Linked DNA regions of Sus scrofa: region 2 is linked to region 1. The links are chromatin contacts, called in public HiChIP or PLAC-seq maps. All regions are on one chromosome and are shown on one strand. Each heading gives the region's core, a stretch centred on a gene start, on an enhancer-like site or on the middle of the called end of the contact. The rest is flanking DNA. Distances are from core to core; before and after follow the strand shown. Region 1 has its middle 54 kb from the start of SCEL. Region 2 overlaps SCEL (sciellin).

Region 1 (4,317 bases), core at 168-2,667:
CTGTGGTATAGGCCAGCAGCTGCAGCTCTGATTCAACCCCTAGCCTGAGAACCTCCATGTGCCGCAGGTGTGACCCTAAAAAGACAAAAATAAATAAATAGATAGATAAATAAATAAAACCCATGGTGAGATGGCTTCCATTAGACCAAATGCTTTGCTTTTCTATGCATTCATATGAAAAGTATGTATTTCCCAACAAAAATATGAGTACATAGATATGTTTCGTGTATGAATGGCAGCAATGTTTTAGACAGATGGTTGGAGAAACTGTCTCAGACCTAAGTATCACACTTACTCCTTTTTACTGTCAACAAGTTAGGATTAGTCATCTCGCTCTGAAGGACCAAGAATGTGGTTATTTCCCATTGATTCAGCTCAAAGTCCCTAAAACTTTTTCCTCCAAGGAGCCAGGGTGCCATTCAGGGAAGTCCCAACACTGGCTGGCTGAGCTCTGCTTTAGGAAATTAGATATTCTGTCCTTATTCATTACATTATTGCCTAGAGTCCCCAAAGATTCTTTAGTTCCTTTAACATTTGCAAACTATATTTATGGCCACATTTCCATGGTCAATTGAACAGTGGTTGACTTGGAAAAAGCCTCTTGGATGTGATTTCATGGTATACAGTTTTGGGGGTTTTTTTTTTCCAATTTTAAAATGGCTAAGAGAAAAATTATAGGCAGGAAATAATGGAAAATATTATTTGCTGAGGACCTTCAAATCCTCTTTATCTGTAAAGTCTAGGACTCTACATCATGCTTCAAATTAGTTCCTGTTCCTGCCCTCCCCACTCCTAGCCCGATTCTCTTTTGGGAAAGATTTTTTAAAGCATAAGAGCTGAGTGCTTCAGTGTCTGTCACCATTTCATCTGCATTTTCACAAGCATTTTAGCAATTTTCTGAGTCATTTCTCCCTCACCTCCCACAAATAGCGTGGGTTAAATGGAGCTATGGGAATTTTTTTAGAGTAATAATTCTGACTTCGGTCTCTAAAAAGACATTACTTACATTAAAAACACATGTAGACAGCAAATGATCTTTCAGTCCAGCTGCCTATGCATGTCCCATAAGGTCGATGCCAGTGATTAGTGTTTTGGTCTGTTAGCCTTGATCTTTTGTTGTTTTGCAAGCACCGTTAATTCAGAGGATATCGGGGACTGACCTCACGACATCCTATGTGCTGAGTCAGTGTCCTACAACTGTTGTCCCTAAGGCACGGGCAGACTTTGAGCTGCCATCTCACTGCCGTGGGAATGTGTGCCAGTACAAATCCTTGCAGGCTGGTGTGATAGTCTAACTGTTCTTTCCCATTAATGTTCATTTTAATGCGATCAAGAAGATACCCGTTCTCTCCCCCACTCCCCTGCTAAACAATCAAATGCTTTTAAAATCCTGCAAAACAGCTTTTATTTGAAGATTCTGAGCCAGGGACTCGCCTTGCTCCATTACCCAGTGTTTTGACTGTCCCCTAGTGGCTGTTTGGAATCTTAAGAGAATTTGTCTTTTTGTTTCTTTACCATGTCTCACAAAAAAAACCCCTGCATGCTGAGAGTTGTCCTTGAAACTGCAGTGCTTTCCTGTTTGAAAAGAACAAAAGAATAATGATAAATTTGAATCTCTATTTCGCCTTCTCTTTGCGACACTTAGAAAACCCCAGACCTCTGACATGTTACGTCAATTAACCCATGTCTGTGCAGCCTCCATCAGCAAAGGCAATAGTTTAAGAATAGTCATTCTTTGAGGAACAAACTGCTTTTGTCTGTGCCACTCAATTTAAGGGAAAACCACTTCTGGAATCCTATCCAAGTTCTACTTTAAATGATTTCTACGGTCTCTCTAATTATCAGCCAGGATGCTTACTTGTAATCATGGGCTTTCAATAATTTAAATAGGTAGTTTTTCAGCCAACAGTTTTTATTCAAAATGGGACAAAAGCTAAAATAGCATGTTGAATTTCATCCAGACACTGTCTTCTTTCAGGACATGCCAACCAATGCAATAGTTCATTTTCTTATGGCATGTCGGAAGCTTATCTTTACTTTATGAATCTAACTAGCAATCTAACTCAAAGTCTACAATTTATGGATCCATTCGGTTGCTTACCAGAACCAGCAGGCAGGGCATTTTAAGATTTAATTCGGGCTGCTGAATCATCAAACATAACCACACCCAAGCAATGTCACTTTTCGGAGACCTTAAAGATTAGCTTTCATTGTCTGTTTGAATTTCAGCAAAGATTGTCTTGATAGCTACAGTTTTCACCAATGATGATAAAGATCACTTTGAATAAATTTGTCAACATGAATAATATTACTGATTACTGCTTCTGTAAGGACCCCAAAAAGTCTTTTGTCTAAATTTTTTTTTATACTCTTGTGTGCAAAGTGGACCCATTTCTTAATCTCAAAATGAACAGAATCAGACAGAATCCAGATTCCTTAAGAAAAAAAAATCTCTCTTCTTTCAAACTTTCTTTTTTAGCCCAGTAAGTTTTGCCTTCTGGGTCAGCAAAAGAGGTCACTCTGAAAAGTCCCAAAGCTGCAAAATTGCGAAATTGAGAAGCTAGGTTAAAGGTCTTCTGTTTTGTGAAATGTGCTAGATTTTGCCAAGTCCCTGGTTTTGCACTAAAAATGTCTCAGAGAAGGCTTATGTGTTCCTTTGTCGGGGTCTTTGTTGAAAACTCCTCTATGAAGTGGGTAATTGCTATTAGCAAATGCAAACAGAAACAGTTGCCTCCATGCAGCTCGGCAATCTTTTGCCTGTTCCCAGGAAGCACCCTCCTCTTTCTTATTTCTTAAGGTTTTCCCAAGTCTTCATCCTGCTCTTCCAATCTTCCCTGCAGCTCCCTACGTTCACTGTCAGCAGATTACCCTGGCTGTGACCTCGCAGAGGAAGCAATTCCACTTACGATAACACCTTCAAGTTCCTACCACTGAACAGACACACCTACCTTCATAGTTGGGGAGGAGCCTAAGGAGACTCCTCTGGTTTTCCAAGACCCATCCCTCTACCTCACTCCTGTTTCCTGGTTCCATCCTTGTCTCTTCTCTCTCACATATCTTCAGTCTCCGATCACTGACTCAATTCTCCCAGCTCCCTCCTGAGCACAGAGGCCACAGGTGGCTCCTTTGACAGAAGCTGCCATGCTTTCAGTGCTGTGGCCTTGCCACCCGGGCCTTGGGGGATTGGATTATGATTGGGCTTGTAGCCAAAGGCGCAGATGTAAAAGCCGCGGCCAAAGGCAACTCAGATGTGAGAGCCAAAACTACACGGTGTCTGAGTCTATTCTTGTTTGCAAGCAATAGAAAATGATTCTGCCTAATTTAACCTCAGCAGGATATTCACTGGAAGGATGTCTGAGGCTTGCATATCTTTGGGGCCTGGAAGACCTGTCTTAGAAAAGAGGCAGAAGCCAAGGTGCTCTTCAGAGCTCTGTGTTGAGAAGCACAGCAGGTTATGCAGGAAGAGCAGCATGTTGAAGCCGCTGCTTCTGCTGCTGCTCCCTTGAGGGGGTGGTCTGCAGCTGTGCCTACACTTGTCTGACTGGTTTCAGCCCAGGGAAAGGCTTGCTACATAACCGGGCTGGGCAGGGAGACAGTGCATTGGCTCATTGGCTGCTGTGTGGGCAGTAGGTTCCATCCCTACAGCTACACACAGTAGGATTCTTCCCCCCGCTCCCGCCCTGCCCTGCTCCAAATGATATTGGATTGTTTCTAGGAGTCGGGTGCCGGACAGCCCAAACCAACAAATGGTAACTGTAGATGATTCTCTAACAGAGTTTTTACTGAGTCTAAGCCCATACTACTCACCACATGACAGGCCAACAAATTGAGATGATTTATTCTTTGTTGGGGCAAGAAATAGAACTTAAGAGAGCGAGCAGACTGAGAAGATGGTGGACTAGTGTCCCAAAGAACTGTCTCACCCCAGTTAGAGGGCAGGTTTCTTTTATACCAAAAGAGAGGAAATGTGGCTGGTTGTTTCAAACGTCTTGGTGCCTGGCGTCCTTTGTTCTTGAAGCTGTTTTCCTATGTCTGGTCACAGAGTTCCTATAAACCTCCAACAAGACAAATGTTATTCTCTGTTCTGCAACTTTTTATCTGTATATGAATGGAACATTCTTATGCCTTTAAGGGTCAGAGCCTTGAGAATGGGCTATCATGTATATTTCAGGCTATAGGCACCCTGTTTTTTTGTTTTGTTTTGTTTGTTTGTTTGTTTGTTTGTTTTTACTGATAGTGCAGAGCCAGCATGACAAAGCCAGTCAACAGAGCACAAAATTTAGAGCTAAATGAATAGATCCAATATGGAGTCAGGTT
Region 2 (4,584 bases), core at 762-3,261, 83 kb after region 1:
GAAACAACAGTTTCAGTATAACTACCTTACAGAGAGACTGTAAATTTTAAAACGACAGTAGTTTTGAGCCCCTCTGGGATAAAGGCATTGGCTCTTTCCTTTAGAAAGTGAAATTGCTCTTTCACAGTGGAGTCACCACATGGCTGTAGAATGAATCCACAGCATTGTGCCTGTCATTGGCTCACTCTTAGATGGAAAGAGAAGAAGAGCTCATCCCTGTATCAAAAATTGAGGACTCTCTATTCAGGTTGAAGTGTAAATGCTCCAAGTCACATTTTAATCTTATATTTGATAGAGTGCTTAGTAGGCACCAGAACAAAGCTAACATCTTTATTTGGAGTCTAGACACAGTGAATCTCTGAGGCCATTAATAGCTGATGCCACTCCCTGTAGCTAAAGATGAGCTGTTCTTATAGACAGAAATGGCACCTGCTGTACTGGGCGCACATATACTGAAACTTACGGTATCTCATAGAGTCTGTATTCAGACCATGCCAGTTGTTAGTTATAGAGCAAATGAATGTGTTCCTGAAGTCTTTGTGGGTTTTCAAGGCAACCTCCCTAACAGCGGACAGATAGTTGACATCTCTCTTATCGTTAATGACCTTCACAAACATCAGTGTGTGAAAGTGTATATGCAGAATGCCATCTCCACAGCGCTGGGTGGAGAAAGGAGTCGCAGGACCTCTGTCCGTTCAGCTCGGCCTCGCAGACTGTCCTATTGCACTGTGAATTGAAGAAGGAAATCCTACTCCTAGGAATGAATTTGCAAATGAGATAATTATGTCCCAAGAAATGTGGGAGACCTAAGCCTTTGTCGGCAGTGTGTCTGAAAGTTTATATCAGACCAGTCAAGGTAGAGCCTTGGAACATTAGCAATGGACGAGACCAGACCTCACAGGCAAGCCAGTTGAGTCATTTTCAGACCCAGCAGCAAATGAGAATCACCTAGAGAGCTTTTCAACTTGACTGATAACTTGGTGCCACTGCCTCTCATTCCTTCAGTTCCATTTAATAAGTCTGCACTGGGACTCAGGCATCTTTTTTTTGGAGGGGGCGCACCTGAGGCATATGGAAGTTCCCAAGCTAGGGGTCCAATTGGAGCAGTAGCTGCTGACCACAGCCACATCAACGCCAGATCCTTAACCTGCTGAGCAAGGCCAGGGATCGAACCTGCATCCTCATGGATGCTAGTCAGGTTCGTTTCTACTGGGCCACGATGGAGACTCCTGGACTCGGGCATCTTTTGCAGCTTATGAAATGATTTTGAATTATGGCCGAAGCTCAGAACCACCAACCTGGCCCAAACCCTTCATTTTATACACTGGAAAATGAGACCAGAGATGTCCTGTTTGTTTACACAGAGGTTTGGCAGCATGTTTGGAAGAGTATCCTGGTCTGCTTACTCCCTGGACAGTGCCATCTGGCTTCCAGCAGGGAGCTCCATTTCTGTAAGGGCGGCAACAGATGTGAGGGAGAGAACACAGGAGTCAGTAAATAAAGCCATTCCCTGAAAACAGCAGTCAGACTCCCATCATCCAGGCCACTCCAAAATGTGAAATAATCTCAGGAGGAAGATGATCAAATATATCAGGCATGTGTGGGCCATTTCAATAATAATGCGTATGGTAAATGAATATGAGAAAAGTGTTTACATTTGACGAGTTCCTATTGATTGATTGATTGTCTTTTTAAGGCCACCATGGCATATGGAAGTTCCCAGGCTAGGGGTTGAATCCAAGCTAGAGTTGCTGGCCTACACCACAGCCACAGCAAGGCCAGATCCCATTGAGCAAGGCCAGGGATCAAACCCACATCCTCACAGATACTAGTCAGGTTTGCTATTGCCGAGCCACGACAGGAACTCAGAAGAGTTTCCTTTTAAAGTACACATCTGTGGGTAAAATATGACATGTTCTAAAGAAACATAAGTAAATAATAGTGTACATAGCATGCAATCTGGCCCAGTCCCTGAAAGTGGGCTCCTGATGTGGAAAACCTAGGTTATGGAGCCCTCTAGTGTTCTGTTGTGGAAGTGTAACTTTTCCTTTGGTTCTTTTGATCATGTTGTTAACTACGTAGCTTAGGTATTTCCTGTTCCCAAGACTGACTCCTATTAAAACAACCTATTTTATATCACACATTGGCAGAAAATTAGTTTCTAAGAGAATTACCAAGGTAATCTCTCAAAGTAATAAGAAATTGATGATTGCATTTGAATGACGGTTTGAGTTCTTTCCGTTATTGGTTATAGACATCCCCCTAGTGGCCTGGGAGAGATTGTGGATGCAAAAAAATAATAACTGAAGGAGGACGTGTTGATCATGAGTGTTGGAATAATTACACTACAGAATCAGGTTTACAACACTGGACCCTGCTGGAAAGACTTTGGAAATAGATGACATCCTGATTATGTAGCCAAGAGAAAGCGAGACACCTTCTCTGAGACTCCATCTCTTTATCTATAATGTGGAAATAACTATGCCTACCTTGTAGGGATGTTCTGAAGAGTAGAGAAAATTGTATAAGTGACAAAGAGTCCTAGGTAGCTCTTTTTATTATTGCAAGAATTATTTCCCACATAGATTTACACTGTAGAATTTTTACAAACTTCATTTGACTTTAACACCAGAACTCTCCTTTATTTAAACCTTGAGGATGTTTGAAATTGAGGTGCTGTTTGCTTTAGACAGATTGTTATTTTCAGTGTATCAGAGTAGCAATTTCCCAAGATTGTTTTTATTTTCTATGAGGATCTCATAGACAGCTAGAAACTTGGAGTAGTTTCTAGAAACATTTCAGATTTAGGATTACCTGAATCTTATTTATGGTATTCACAGTGGTTTCCTGCAGAGCGCTTTAAATATAAACATCAGGGGAGTTCCCGTCATGGCTCAGTGGTTAACGAATCTGATTAGGAACCATGAGGTTGTGGGTTCGATCCCTGGCCTTGCTCAGTGGGTTAACGATCTGGCATTGCCGTGAGCTGTGGTGTAGGTTGCAGATGCGGCTCGGATCCCTTGTTGCTGTGGCTCTGGCGTAGGCCGGCGTCTACAGCTCTGATTAGACCCCTAGCCTGGGAACCTCCATATGCCGTAGGAGCAGCCCTAGAAAAGGCAAAAAGACAAAATATATATATATATATATACACACACACATCAGGGGCTCAGGAGCTATTAGTGCAGGCAATATATTTATAGTCTTTGGCCTTATGACCATGATGTTGAGTGATCATCATGAGTTTTTAATACATGGATTCTCAGATTCTGTACAAGTTAAAACCTATTGAGAATATGGAGCTCTGGGAGAATTCCAACTTTCCTTCCTTTTTGCATTCAAGAGTTATCAGTTTGGGGCATTGTGTCCCAGGAAGAGCTTATATAAAACTGAACTAAAATTTATGATAAAAGTGAAAGTTTAGAGAAAGTTATAGTAGACCCATAGTACAAGATCTACAGAAGAATCTTGCTGACCTTTTGTTTTCCTGAGCATAATTTTGCCCCATCCTAGTTTTGTGCAAGGCTGCAGAATGCTCCGGAAGACCAGTCCCAGATCGTGGGAAGCACTTTCCTACCTGGAGGGCAGGAAAAGAACAAGGGTTGCAGTCGTGAGAGCCCCCCATTGGCATGCAGATTACAGGATCCCTAATTTGTCTTATGTCCTGAAGGACAGACAAAACACCCCTTATCCAGACCCGCTCTCCTCGAGCAGACCTGAGGTTAGATAGATTAAAACCTCTGATGGCCTATAGAGCCTATTAACTAAATGACTGATCAAAGCAAACAAATTCACTAGGGTGGAGTAACTCTTGTACCAAGGCCCCTCTCCTGTCCCCCCAAATCTGTGGCTAAGCACGAAGATGACTGCTCGCTCTCATCAGAGTCCAGTGTGTTTGGCTAGAAAATTAGAGGATGTCTCAGCTCCATGAAAAGACTCAGGGACCTAAGTTCTTTTCATGTTTTAATGCTGTCACCTGCAACCTGTAGGCAGCATAGCCATGGTAGAAGAGAAAGAGCATGGCAGATCACATAAGATGTTTTATGATGAGTTTGGGAGTCACAAACTAACCACACTCCAACCACACTCCTTAGTTTAGAACTCAATCATACTGCAACTTAATTGCAGTAAAGATTGGGAAATACAGCTTTCCTGTGTGCTCAGAAGGAAAATAAACTGTTTGGCAAACATATAGCATTGTCTATGCCACAAAACATTTTTAAAAATTGTTAAGTCTTACAATGATCCCTTTTACTGATACAAGAAGTAGTCCTTGGCTAGATATGTTATTAAGCAGTATATATGAAAGTGTTAATGAGTTAAATGCTTCATGTCAGAGAGGCTTTAAAATTTAAATTTTAAGCGTTCCTTTCGTGGCTCAGCAGTTAACGAACCCGACTAGGATCCATGAGGATTCGGGTTCGATCCCTGGCCTGGCTCAGTGGGTTAAGGATCCAGCATTGCCATGAGCTGTGGTGTAGGTCGCAGACACAGCTTAGATCCTGCATTGCTGTGGCTGTGGCGTAGGCTGGCAGCTGTAGTTCTGATGTGACCCCTACCCTGGGAACTTTCATGCGGCTCACATGG

What was found. HiChIP or PLAC-seq counts read pairs in DNA pulled down with a chosen protein or histone mark.
Region 2: a contact with region 1 is called in an H3K27ac HiChIP or PLAC-seq map of alveolar macrophages. The contact joins two enhancer-like sites. A contact is called at or near these places in 8 of 47 Hi-C or Micro-C datasets (embryonic fibroblasts, epiblast stem cells, fibroblasts and 3 more) and 1 of 2 datasets of contacts at active chromatin or transcription factors (alveolar macrophages).

The regions. Positions count from the first base shown.
Region 1 is chr11:49,595,499-49,599,815 of Sscrofa11.1, forward strand. No RefSeq gene overlaps it. Among named protein-coding and RNA genes, the nearest start is that of SCEL, 54 kb to the right of the region's middle. Within about 2 kb of position 1,418, at least 14 of the 83 cell types and tissues checked have an H3K27ac peak or open chromatin away from gene starts, as enhancers often do. A contact at or near this core is called in alveolar macrophages, where this site is marked.
Region 2 is chr11:49,677,955-49,682,538 of Sscrofa11.1, forward strand. All of the region lies in intron 4 of SCEL (sciellin), which reads left to right. Among named protein-coding and RNA genes, the nearest start is that of SCEL, 29 kb to the left of the region's middle. Within about 2 kb of position 2,012, at least 4 of the 83 cell types and tissues checked have an H3K27ac peak or open chromatin away from gene starts, as enhancers often do. A contact at or near this core is called in alveolar macrophages, where this site is marked.